3 separate regions of the Mus musculus genome follow, and regions 1 and 2 are each linked to region 3. The links are chromatin contacts, called in public promoter capture Hi-C maps. All regions are on one chromosome and are shown on one strand. The core of a region is the stretch at or near the end of the contact, and the rest is flanking DNA. Distances in the headings are between cores, read along the strand shown. Region 1 overlaps Cd80 (CD80 antigen). Region 2 holds the start of Adprh (ADP-ribosylarginine hydrolase). Region 3 holds the start of Nr1i2 (nuclear receptor subfamily 1, group I, member 2).

Evidence for each region. Promoter capture Hi-C pulls out the DNA fragments that hold promoters and counts their contacts.
Region 1: a contact with region 3 is called in a promoter capture Hi-C map of liver, with 6 times the contacts expected there. The contact joins the enhancer-like site here to the promoter of Nr1i2 in region 3. A contact is called at or near these places in 9 of 39 promoter capture datasets (3T3-L1-derived adipocytes, Sertoli cells, cranial neural crest and 4 more), 1 of 15 datasets of contacts at CTCF or cohesin (embryonic stem cells), 9 of 484 Hi-C or Micro-C datasets (the AML12 cell line, adipose-derived mesenchymal stem cells, bone marrow-derived macrophages and 4 more), 13 of 115 datasets of contacts at active chromatin or transcription factors (acute myeloid leukemia, bone marrow-derived macrophages, embryonic midbrain and 5 more) and 3 of 9 other capture datasets (adipose tissue, embryonic stem cells and liver).
Region 2: a contact with region 3 is called in a promoter capture Hi-C map of liver, with 2.3 times the contacts expected there. The contact joins the promoter of Adprh here to the promoter of Nr1i2 in region 3. A contact is called at or near these places in 15 of 39 promoter capture datasets (the 3T3-L1 cell line, 3T3-L1-derived adipocytes, cranial neural crest and 9 more), 3 of 484 Hi-C or Micro-C datasets (embryonic stem cells, liver and nephron progenitors), 6 of 115 datasets of contacts at active chromatin or transcription factors (embryonic stem cells, hepatocytes and pancreatic cancer cells) and 3 of 9 other capture datasets (adipose tissue, liver and pancreatic islet).

The regions. Positions count from the first base shown.
Region 1 is chr16:38,475,055-38,478,840 of GRCm38.p6, forward strand. The region is part of intron 2 of Cd80 (CD80 antigen); the gene reads left to right. It also overlaps the pseudogene Gm8590. Among named protein-coding and RNA genes, the nearest start is that of Gm41453, 5.9 kb to the right of the region's middle. Within about 2 kb of position 1,502, at least 135 of the 459 cell types and tissues checked have an H3K27ac peak or open chromatin away from gene starts, as enhancers often do. A contact at or near this core is called in adipose tissue, bone marrow-derived macrophages, embryonic stem cells and 3 more, where this site is marked.
Region 2 is chr16:38,450,827-38,454,500 of GRCm38.p6, forward strand. Adprh (ADP-ribosylarginine hydrolase) reads right to left here and starts at 1,863. Exons shown (of 4, transcript NM_007414.3): 1 at 1,703-1,863.
Region 3 is chr16:38,292,678-38,296,613 of GRCm38.p6, forward strand. It overlaps Nr1i2 (nuclear receptor subfamily 1, group I, member 2), which reads right to left and starts at 2,147. Exons shown (of 9, transcript NM_010936.3): 1 at 1,841-2,147.

The sequences.
Region 1 (3,786 bases), core at 252-2,751, 180 kb after region 3:
TATCTTGTAGCAGGGCTAGGGGAGAAAGCTGAGGCTGCTGTAAGCTCAGTCAGATAGGAAAAGGTGGCTCTTACTGAACTAACCATTTCTTAGAAAAAAAACAAACATGAGTTGTGACTGAGAGCGTTAGGCCTGCAGATTTGTTACTCCAGGTTAAAAAGCCCATGATGTCTGGTTAGAAGAAACAAAATAAAATTTTTATGTTGACTATCCAAGTAGTAGTTTGATTGCGTGGCATTAAGGTAATAAGTAGAAAATAATAATGCCAACTATAAATAGGTCAGGAACACATGCAACTTTATTTAAGAACAAGGCCCATTTTAAATTTCCCCTTTGTTTTAGTTTTGGGTTTTGAGATAGGGTCTCACTATGTAGCCTTGGCTGGCTTGGAGTCTAGCCTCAAACTCAGAGAGATTTCACTACCAAGGAATTGTTGTTGTTGTTGTTGTTTACAATGACTTCCTCTGCAACCAAATTCAGGGTTTTCCCTTTTCTGGTAACTATACTCCGTATTCTTCCCTCATTTCTCCCATTTCTCCCAGTATCCCTGGGCATTTTCAGAAGGTTTCCTTGACAGCCTGATTTAAATGAGAGCGTCTTCCTAAATATATCCTGTGTGTCAGGCTCCGTGCTAAGTGGTGTCTTTCCATCCCTTCATCTCTGGAATGCATGGGTTATTAACCTGCCTACAAACCAAGACTAAAAAGCAAGGGAGTGGCCCACAGTCACAGGGCAAATCTCTGTTTAAGAGCTGCTCTTGATAGTCACTGACCCCTGCTCATACAAGCTCGGTGGCACTCAGACTTCCAAAACGAAAGCTCAGGGTATGGACTGGAGTAGAGGAACTGACTGCCACAGGAGAGGGGAGGAGCTAAATTCCTAAAGTCTAAGCATGAGAAGCAAGTGGCAGGAGGTATCCACACTTGACTCTAAGTCTACTTTAGCATCTTGCTGGAGGTCAAATATACAAATGAAATCAACTCCAGGAAGCCTCCTTGTCTCTTTAAAATGCCAGAGTAGCAAGGAATTAATAAAATGTAGTGGTTGTGATTACAGATTAAATACTGTATATTTGATCTGAGTACAAGCCTTTTTTTTTTTTTTTTTTTTTTTTAGAAAATGAGGATTGTAGAGGTTGGGAGGTCCCTTGGGTAGGTCATGGAAAACAAGGCTTTGGAATTTTAGCTACTAAGACATTAGAGGGCCAGACTCGGGAAGTGACTTAGTTGTGTGGTCCTAATGCTAGCTAAGGCAGAAGCTGAGTACCTTCTGATGTCCTTCGCATCTATGACTTTGCACAAATACAACAAATCTTTGGCCGCATGCCCTAACACCACCAGTATCCCTAACAGCAACCGCACAACAGCACAAGGCAGTAAGCAGTCACCAGAGTGCCTGGAATCCTGCCTACCTAGGCATTTTTCTTAAAGATGAAGGCCACTAGAACACAAGGCAGGAAGCTGTGCAAGTCCCGCGCGGTGGAGGCGGCAGCAGCGGCGGCTGCTCTGGTCCCGGAGATGGTGGAGCAGAGGGGCCTCCCGCAGCGACGGGGAGAACGTGTTTGCTGGGCAGCCAAAGATCTATGCCTACATGAGTCCTAACAAGTGCTCTGGAATGCGCTCTCCACTTCAGGAAGAGAACTCGGTTGCCCATCACGAGGTCAAATGCCCGGGGAAACCATTAGCTGGAATCTACAGGAAGCGAGAAAAGGAACGCCAGGAACGTTATCCGAAGCGCTGTGAAGTCAGATGAACAGAAGAGCAAAGACACCAGGAGAGGTCCCCTGGCGCCTTTTTCAAACCAAAAATCCGAAGCAGCAGAACCTCCAAAAACTCCACCCCCATCATGTGACTCTACCAATGTAGCAGTCGCTAAGCAAACCCTGAAAAAGCCCCTCAAGGGCAAGCAGGCCCCTCAGAAAAAGTCTCAAGGGAAAACCCAGCAGAATAGAAAATTCACCGATTTCTACCCTGTGCGGAGGAGCTCCTGGAAGAGCAAAGCTGAGCTGCAGTCTGAAGAAAGGAAGAAAATAGACGAGCTGACTGAGAGCGGGAAGGAAGAAGGCATGAAGATCCATCTAATTGATGGCAAAGGCAGGGGCGGGATCGCTACCAAGCTGTTTTCCCGGAGGATACTTTGTGGTAGAATACCATGGGAACCTCATTGAAATTACCGATGCCAAGAAGCGGGAGGCTCTTGTACGCACAGGACCCCTCCACAGGCTGCTACATGTACTATTTTCAGTATCTGAGCAAAACCTACTGCGTGGATGCCACTCAAGAAACGAACTGCCTGGGGAGACTCATCAATCACAGTAAGTGTGGGAACTGCCAGACCAAACTGCACGACATCGACGGCGTGCCTCACCTCATCCTCATCGCCACCCGAGACATCGCAGCTGGGGAGGAGCTCCTGTACGACTATGGGGACCGAAGCAAGGCCTCCATCGAAGCCTACCCCTGGATGAAGCACTAACCACTTGACCTCCCTGCCTCCCTGCCACCCTGCCTCCTTCAAAGGTCAAAGTGCACTCAAAGGGGAATGAATTTTTTTTTACACACACACACACTTACTCTTAGCAGATTACTTCAAATGTTTTTAAAAAGTATATTAAAGATGCCTTTTCATGTAGTATTTAAATATCTGTTACAGGTTTCCAAGGTGGACTTGAACAGATGGCCTTATATTACAAAAAAAAAAAAAAAAAAAAAAAAAAGAAGAAGAAAAGAAAAGAAAGAAAGAAAGAAAGAAAGAAAGGAAGCAAGAAAGAAAGGAAGAAAGAAAGAAAGGGAAAGGGTGGCTTCGAACTCATTATATAGCCTAGGCTGACATCATACTCTTCCTACTGCAGCCTCCAAAGTATACCTGCCTACTGGTGTGGTCCACCACGCGCGGCTAACCTTACTTTTTTAAGAAGCAAGGGGGCATTGAACATGGACTTAGGGTGATGCATGAGTGCTGAGAACTGGAGGTCCAGGAGAGCGTGACCATGTGAGTGGGCGCATGTGGGCTCCTGTCTGTTTCCAGGTTCTCAGGTTGAAGGGTGGCTTCACACTTGTTCCTTACTAAATAAACAGATAGAAGGAGCCCCGGGTGCTCTTCCAGTCATCAGGAGGAAAGAAAGGGAGGGATGAGAGAGAAGGGGAGAGTGAGGATGGGCTCTGGTGTTGGGGACTGTGACTGCAGATACAGTTCTGCCACAGGGTTGCAAGTTCCCCAAATCTATTTATTTACAAGATAAGATTATAGACATCAATGGTTTCACATTTGTGCTATTGTATCTATCTATCTATCTATCTATCTATCTATCTATCTATCTATCTATCTACCATCTATTTACCTATCATCTTTTTTTTTTTTTTTTTTTTTTTTGAGACAGGGGCTCTCTGCAAGGCCGTGGCTGGCCTGAAACTAGCAATGTAAACCAGGCTGGCCTCAGTCATGGAAATCCACCTGCCTCTGCTTCCTCGGTGATGGAACTAAAGGCCTGCACCACTCAGCCTGGCTGGTGATGGAACTAAAGGCCTGCACCACTCAGCCCGGCTATTTTATTTTCTAGCAGACAGGGTCTTCACTCTATTTTCCAGACTGACCCCAAACTTGGAGAGCTCAAGCAACCTTTCTGTCTCAGCTTTCTGTCCTACCACACTCGGTCCTTGACCCTTCTAAATCGGAGTCTAATGTCCTAAGATTGTCATAAAGAGAATGATTTCTAGAAATAACTAGGAGGGACTCGATAAATACTATCAGCCTTCTTTTCTCCTCTTACAATAGCAAGCATTACAT
Region 2 (3,674 bases), core at 613-3,112, 160 kb after region 3:
GCTTTGGAAGATCTCTCTCTCTTTTGTGCGGAGAGTGACACTACAGCTAACTGTTTACAGATGAGGAAATGGAAGCTAAGTTTACATAATCAATAGGTACAGACCATGGAATCCGACCTAGTTCCCTGCCGCCAGAATGCTTCATATTACATGGTCTGGGCCCTGGCCTTAACTTTGGGCTCAGGTAAAGTGATAATGGAAAAACCCAGATGTGTAATGAGGGATGAATGAATGAATGAATGAATTTCCATAAAGTACATAGTGAGCACAACTTTGTGATTATTTTTATTATCCATCTACAACCAATTCTATAAGCAATTTTCCCTTTACCAGCAATATTTAAAAATTTTTAAATGATTTAGTTTTATTTACATATTCTAGTTTATATTCAGTTTTATTTACATACTCTAGTTTTTTGGCTTCACTGGTATCTGTGTGAGGGTGTTGGGCCCCCTGGAACTGGCTCTGTGAGCTGCCATGTGGGTGCTGGGAATTGAACCTGAGCCCCTCTGGAAGAACAGCCAGTGCTCTCAAACTGCTGAGCCATGTCTCCAGCCCCTTGTCTGTCTTCTATATGGTAAAAGTTCTATAGTGCCGGGCTGCAAATGCTATTCCCACCACAAATGAAATCCTTGCTAAAGCCCTGGCTTCCCGGTGTACACATTTTCTACTCTACTCAGGCCAGGGCTCCATGACACCCATTCCGTGTGGTGATTCAGTGTTCCACTGTCTGCCCCCTCCACGCACCCAGCCTCCCCATGAACAGGGGCAAACACTCTTAGGGGCAAAAAGACCTAGCTCACCCCTGCCCTCAGCCCAAGCTCTTCCCATCCACCTGTCTTTCTTCCTCTAACCGCCATTTTAGGTTTAGTTCAAGCCCAGGTACCTCCACCATCCATCTAGTCACACTGCTCAGGTCTAGGGCACAGGCCAGCAGAGACCTGGAGAAGCAGTTAAGGGTAAAGATCTGGCTTTTCCATGCTTGATCCTGATTACATGTGTGTGTGTGTGTGTGTGTGTGTGTGTGTGTGTGTTGTGTGTGTGTGGTGTTGTGTGTGTGTGTTTTATGTATAAATAACGGCTAGGAACTAGAGTTCTGTAGTCTCTTGTGTTAGCTCTGTGACCACTAACAATCCTCTCACGCTGGAGTTTCCCATCTGTTTCCCATCTGTGGGGGAGGAAGGCCTCGTTCTCCGAGGTCCTGTTTTGGCCCAGGTTTTCGAAGCCCTAGCTTTGTTAACCTCTGAGAACTAAGGACTAACGCCCCCACCTTCTCCTCCCAATGCTCCAGGTTCCCTTTTTGAGCTCTCCATGGAAGAGTGTGGGAACCTACGGAGGAAGTAGCCAGTATCTTTTCTCTTTGAAATTCCTTTTCACCTTGGCACATGCATCCATCCTGGCCCAGACCCACCCTTCAGAAGTCATTATTCCTTAACCCACTCTAAACGGGCACAGGTGACAAAGCCATCAAACTATACAATCAAAGCCGAAGTACACTTCGGGATTTCCCATTGGTTTCCTGGCCTGGGTAGAAAGAGGAATAGGGAGAGGGGATGAGGGGAGGGGAGGCCGCGATGCACTCAGGAAAGTCTTGGTGGCCACTTTGAGGACACTGGCCTAGCACCAGTCTGGAGGTGAGAGCGGGACCGAGCGGGTACTAAGGTCAGTAAGAGGAGAGTGGCTCGGGGACTCCTGGCTGTACCTGCTGAGGCGGAGCTGAGAGCGTGGGGCGGGATCGGGGTGGTCCAGAGCCGAGGGCAGGATTGCCCGAGCTGGAGGCGGGGTACCGGGCGCAGGAGTCCTGCTGTGGGCACCCAAGCCAAAAGCCGAACAGGGGCGGAGCCGCGGGCCGGGCGGGTCGCTGGCGCACAGCGGCTTCCGGCGGAGCTGCGTCCTCCCGCGTCCTCCGCACTGGACGGAAGGAGGAAGGGGCGGTGCTGGGGGCGCCCAAGCCTTGCGCATCAGCTCGGGAACCGCTCCGCGCTGCGTGTGGGCCGAGTGGAGTGGTGTCCGGCCAGCCTCGTGCTCGCCCTGCCAGGGTTCTGCCCTGCCAGGGTTCTGCCCCGCGGACCGTTGGACTCCCAGAGCCTGGTACCCACCGCCCAGAGCGGCTTGGGCTCACCGATTCTAACCCTAGTCCGTTCAGCCGTGGTTCTGCGTGCTCTCCACAGAAGGGTTTCAAACGGGAGCTTAGAGGGGAACTCTTAAGGTTCTTTCCCCTAAATTATGACTCTGGATTTGTTAAAACCCTAAGGTGGCAATGGCGGCGTTGAGCCCAGATGTCAGGTTCCGAGAATAAACGTGTGCCAGTGAACACTCCCCCGTACCCTCGACCCAGCTCGGTACAGCCTCGTCTCCGGAAAGGCACAAATCGGGCCTTGTGCTTAAATGGAGTATCTGCTTCTATACAGTGACCCTGACGCACATCAAAGATCCTGCTTTGACTCCTTAGACTTAAGATCAGAACATGTCTGCTCAAAAATTTCAGACCTACTCCCAAGAACTCACATCCCCTCTTCTATGTCTTCAAAACAGAAAAAAAGGAAAGACTTATCTGGGAAGGAAACTTGAACTGAACATTTAACATCTATTAATTTTGGCGTTGGTGACTCTATTCTTGTGTAAATAAATCTATTAATCACAATAATAAAGGAGGTGTTCACGTGGAGTTTAGGGACTTTTATTAAGCAAAAATAAATTGATAAGTCATAGGAAAGTTAATATATTTAATAAATGTGTGTGTGTTGCTTGGAAGGGTAAGCATCAAATTGCAAATAATTAGAAGAGGAACAAGAAGCTTTCCGAGTAAAGAGAGGAATGAAGGAAAATTAAATTTTGATTTATTTTTTGAGACTAGGCTGGTCTCAAACTCGTGATCCTCCTGCCTCTACCTTTAGAATGCTAGAATTTCAGTCTTACAACACCACACCTAGTTTATATCTTTTAGAATATTTTTTCTATATTATATCTAAAGATATTTTAGAGAAAAATAGAAACTAGATGTTACCCCTGATACATATATCAGTCTTTATGGTATGCATATGATTTTAAAACAATGGGGTCATTTTTTAAATAGAATTTTATATCCTTTCTTAAAAACTGGCTTTATCAACTACTAATGTGACTCCAAATGTCCACAAACATTAACACTTCCACAATAAGCCAACTTCTAGTTTGATACAATAAAAAGGGTGAGGCCCTGGGGTCCAGCTGCTCTCTCACCAGATCGCGGTTAAAACTGTTTTAAAAGAGAAAAGATTCACTGAGGATCAGAAAACAGAACAGTCCAAGACAGCTTTGACACTGCATAGACCCAAATGTGTTGAGTGCGGATGACACTGTAACACTATGAGTGTTCTGACTGATAAAGCTTAGGGACCGTGCACTAGCACCCCTGCACACTGACAGGAAGTAGTTCATATGCAGGGTGGGTTGGACTCTCTAACAGAGACTAACAGTGGAACAGCAGCAAGGGCCAAAGGAGAACAGAGCACAGGATAGACCAGAAAACTCCTCAGAATAATAAACGCAGAGAGTGCGGAAACTGGAAAGCCAGGGACGGAGACGTGGAAAGCCAAAAGCAGCTGCTATGTGGTCCATTCAGGAAGACTAAGATGATATCTGAGCAGCTAACTGTATGTCCTCTTGGCTGGACCACAGCACCCAGATTGTTC
Region 3 (3,936 bases), core at 897-3,396:
GGAATCGAGGGTGGGGAGGTGGGAGTGGGTGGGTGGGGAGGTGGGAGTGGGTGGGTGGGGAGGTGGAGGAACACCCTCATAGAAGCAGGGGGAGGGAGAATGGGATAGGGTGTTTCCAGGAGGGAGGGAAACCGGGAAAGGGGATAATATTTGAAATGTAAATAAAGAAAATATCCAATTTTAAAAAGAAGAAAGAAACAAAGGTTGTAAGAAGCAGAAGTAGTGAACATGTACAGGGAAGTCATCAAGCGTGAAGACCTAAGCTCCTTCCCTGGAACCCACATGGTGGAAGGAGAGGATGGACTTCTGCCATTTATCCTCCGACCTCCCACACGCATGCCATGGCAGGTATGCTCGCACATACATACACACTGAATAGATGCTTGTAACAAAAACTTTAAAAATAAACACTTAAATCCTAAAGCAGTTAAACAGGGCAAGGTTCTATGTGGATGGGGAAGATCTCTAAGTCCTGCACGGTGGAAAAATCACATGGCAGTTGGGTTGGTTTGTACGTGAACACAGACATAGATGCAAAGACTGTGGTCTGGTATACACACACCATGCCAGTTGCTTTGGTGGGAGACAGGGACTAGGAGAAGCAGTTAGCTGTATTTACACTGCATTTTACTGAGCATGCAATCAGTCATGAGTCGCTTGACAGTTTAAACAGTGGCCACCTACAAAACCAGTCTAATTGGCTTTGCAGTGGTCGACTGTGTTTATTTCCCAGTCATTTAGCATCAGGCAGATTGCCTGTAGACGAGTCGGCGACATCTTCTATGTAGAACCATTTGCTTCCGCTGTTATGGGGCAAAACCAGCCTCACGACTTTGTGTTTTAGTACGACTTTATTGATTAAAAAAAAAAATAGCTGATGGGCCAGATTTGGCCCATGAGCTATAACTTGGTGATCCCAGTTTAGATTACATTTATTATATAAATAAAGCATTTTTAAGCAAGTATTTTTGTGTATTCAAAAAAGTCTATTAATGAACAGGGTAAGCCAGGCTTCAGAGGCCTTACTTGGAATACTTTAGACTCTGGCCAAGTCATTAGAGACCAAGGATTCCTCTCAGTGTAGATAATTCAGCCACTTTTCATCTGTGTGGTGGTCCTTTGCCTTCCCGGCAGCAATGAAAAACAGTCATGCACGTGCAAGGGACAATGCCACACCTGAAGCACAGAGGGAAGGTTTGGTGGCCTTGAAGGCATCTCCTAAGGTAGCTCCTGGATGTGGAGGAGCCTTAAAGCCATGTCTCTAGCCTGCGCCTCGGGCTGTTGTATGGAGCAGAGATGGGACCTAGGGTACTGAACATAACGGGAATGACTCTGACAAACAGAGTCTAAAGCCGACCACTGTACACGGATATAGTGTGTACTGAGACACCGCTAATGAGAATGTGAGGCCTCGTGACCATCCTGCCGCTGTCTATGTCCCCGGGGGCTGCCAGCACTAACCTGACAAGCTCTGGGAGCCAGTGCTAATAGTTCCTGATTCTCATGGTCTTCAGCAGCGGTGTTTCCTAGGTCAGGGACTCCAACCCTGTCACAGAAGGGGCTCGGCTGCCTATCTAATGCCCGATGTCACATACACAAGGCTTCTGTTGTGATGCTTCCTGGCAACACAAGTGTAGGCCAGGTAGCAGAGCACCTTGGCTCCACAACTGTCTTCATGCTTTGTTTGACCCAGGAAGGAGAAGAGGAGAGAAAAAGGTGTCATTGTCCTCCATACTCCTTCACATTGCTGACCTCCGACCTCATTTGTATCCCCCTCAGCCTTCTGTTCAGAGGCAGAGGGCATCTGACTCTTAGAAAGAGAAAGAAGGAAAGATCATACCTGTCTGGGGGCCACTGCTTTTGTTGGATTTCCCCCTTGGGGTCCACCTTGAAGAATCAGGAACGATGGTTCTGCCCAGAGCTCAGCACACCTGCCGTGGCTACCTGGCTGCACATGGAGATCTCAGCTTAAGTCCTCAGTGTTTCCTATGAGCCAAGGTCAGGCCCCTAGGGAGAGGCTGACCATCCAAGTAGACAAAAGAGCAGTATCTATCCCCGATTCTCACCCTCAGCTAACCTTAGGCTATGTTGTCCACAGGCATAGGAACCATACTTGTTCTTGCCCACAGTACACCCCAGGTCCAATGTAGTAAGGGGCCCCAGTTGGCACTCCCAAGTCCCAAGTCCAGCACCCGAGCTAGCAATGACCAGATTACCGTATTTACTCTTGTTATATCCCCTTCCTATTTTTTTCATAGTTGTCTTCACTGTAAAACATGTAAGGGAGGGGAAGTGTGTTTTAAGTGTTTGCTCTAAGTAATTCTGGGCCAATGTTTGCCTCTCTGAGGGTGATTTTGCCTCTAGAGGTAAAGTGCCTTTGAATCTATAGCTCCTAACACTTTTTTTCCCTAAGTTAATTTCCTGGACAGAAGCAGTTTACGTGAAAGTAAGGAAAAGGCCACACACATGACACTGGCTTGTTGATATGAGAGAGAGGGAGGAAATAGCTTCGAGACAGGTATGACCTTGCAGTTCCAACCACAGGACAGAAAGCTGGCTGGGACTACCAGGAACTGTCTGAGAGTTTTCTCTTCTCTCGGACCCTTCTAGAAGCTTCCTGTCTAGTGGGCTCTGGGGTAGCAGGACATCATCGGGGTGTCCTTGGCCCTGGGGGCTTGCATATCTGGGAAGCCTGACAAGGGACACTTATTTCCACGAGTGGAAGCAGGTCTTTTTTTTTTCTGTACTGAGATGAATGGGCAGGATTCCAGAATGGGCAGGGCACCTCACCAGAAGTCCTGGGGTCACGGGTAAATTATTACAGCTTTTATCATCTCTCGGGGCTCTTCTGGCATACAAAGGTCTCTATTCACCTCTCCTATAAAAATGGCAAGTTATTTACAGCAGAAACAGGGAATCCAGGACAAATGAGGAACTTCCCAAAGGAGAGAAATGCTCTTCGGTTCCTGAGGGATTGTCTGGTCTCTCTTCCTCTGCAGATGCTGTCCTGAGCTCTAGGTGGCATAAGAAGACTGCAGGGCTGCCAGGCATCAACATTTATCTGGGTAGGGCTTTATTTGGAAGCCAGTTTAAACACCCAGTTTGTGGTAGTTACTAAGAACCCCAGACTGGAGGCCCAGAGAGGACCTGAGTCACTCCCACGCATGGCTGGAAAGGAGGAGAAACTGGAGTCCTGACCTCTGCTCAAACTTTCTTCCCCTGCAACCAGCACTAGGAGCTCCTGAACCATCCACCAGAGGCAAGCCTAGGCAGTCAGCGTCCTTGGTCAATTTTATAAAAACATAAACAAAACCATAAATTAAAAAAAAAAAAGAAAAGAAAAAGGAAAACTCAGATAGCCAACTAAATTCATGACACACTAATGGTGCAAGTTCAGGTGAAGCCAAAGGAAGGGAGCAGGGTGGTCCAAGGACCTCCAGGGCACAGAGGTGCCATGGGGTAGACTCAGAGGGGTGATCTCCTCTTTGGTTTTTATTTTTGTTCTGTTGTGGTGGTTGTTTGGGGGGGACATATGCCCTACTTTTCTTTCTGTTCCTGTGATAAATACCATGATCAAAAGCAACTTAGGGGCCGGGTGTGGTGGCACACGCCTTTAATCCTAGCACTCGGGAGGCAGAGGCAGGCGGATTTCTGAGTTCGAGGCCAGCCTGGTCTACAAATGAGTTCCAGGACAGCCAGAGCTACACAGAGAAACCCTGTCCCGAAAAACCAAAAAAAAAAAAAAAAAAAAAAAAAAAAAGCAACTTAGGGGAGGGAAGGTTTATTTAACTTGCTCTTCCAGGACACCATCCATCATTGAGGGAAATCAAATCAGAACTCCAGCAAGGCAAGAACTTGAGGCAGAATCCGTGGAGGAATGCTGCTTACTGGCTTCATCCTCTGGTTTGCTCCTCCTGGGTTACTTGTTTCCCCTGG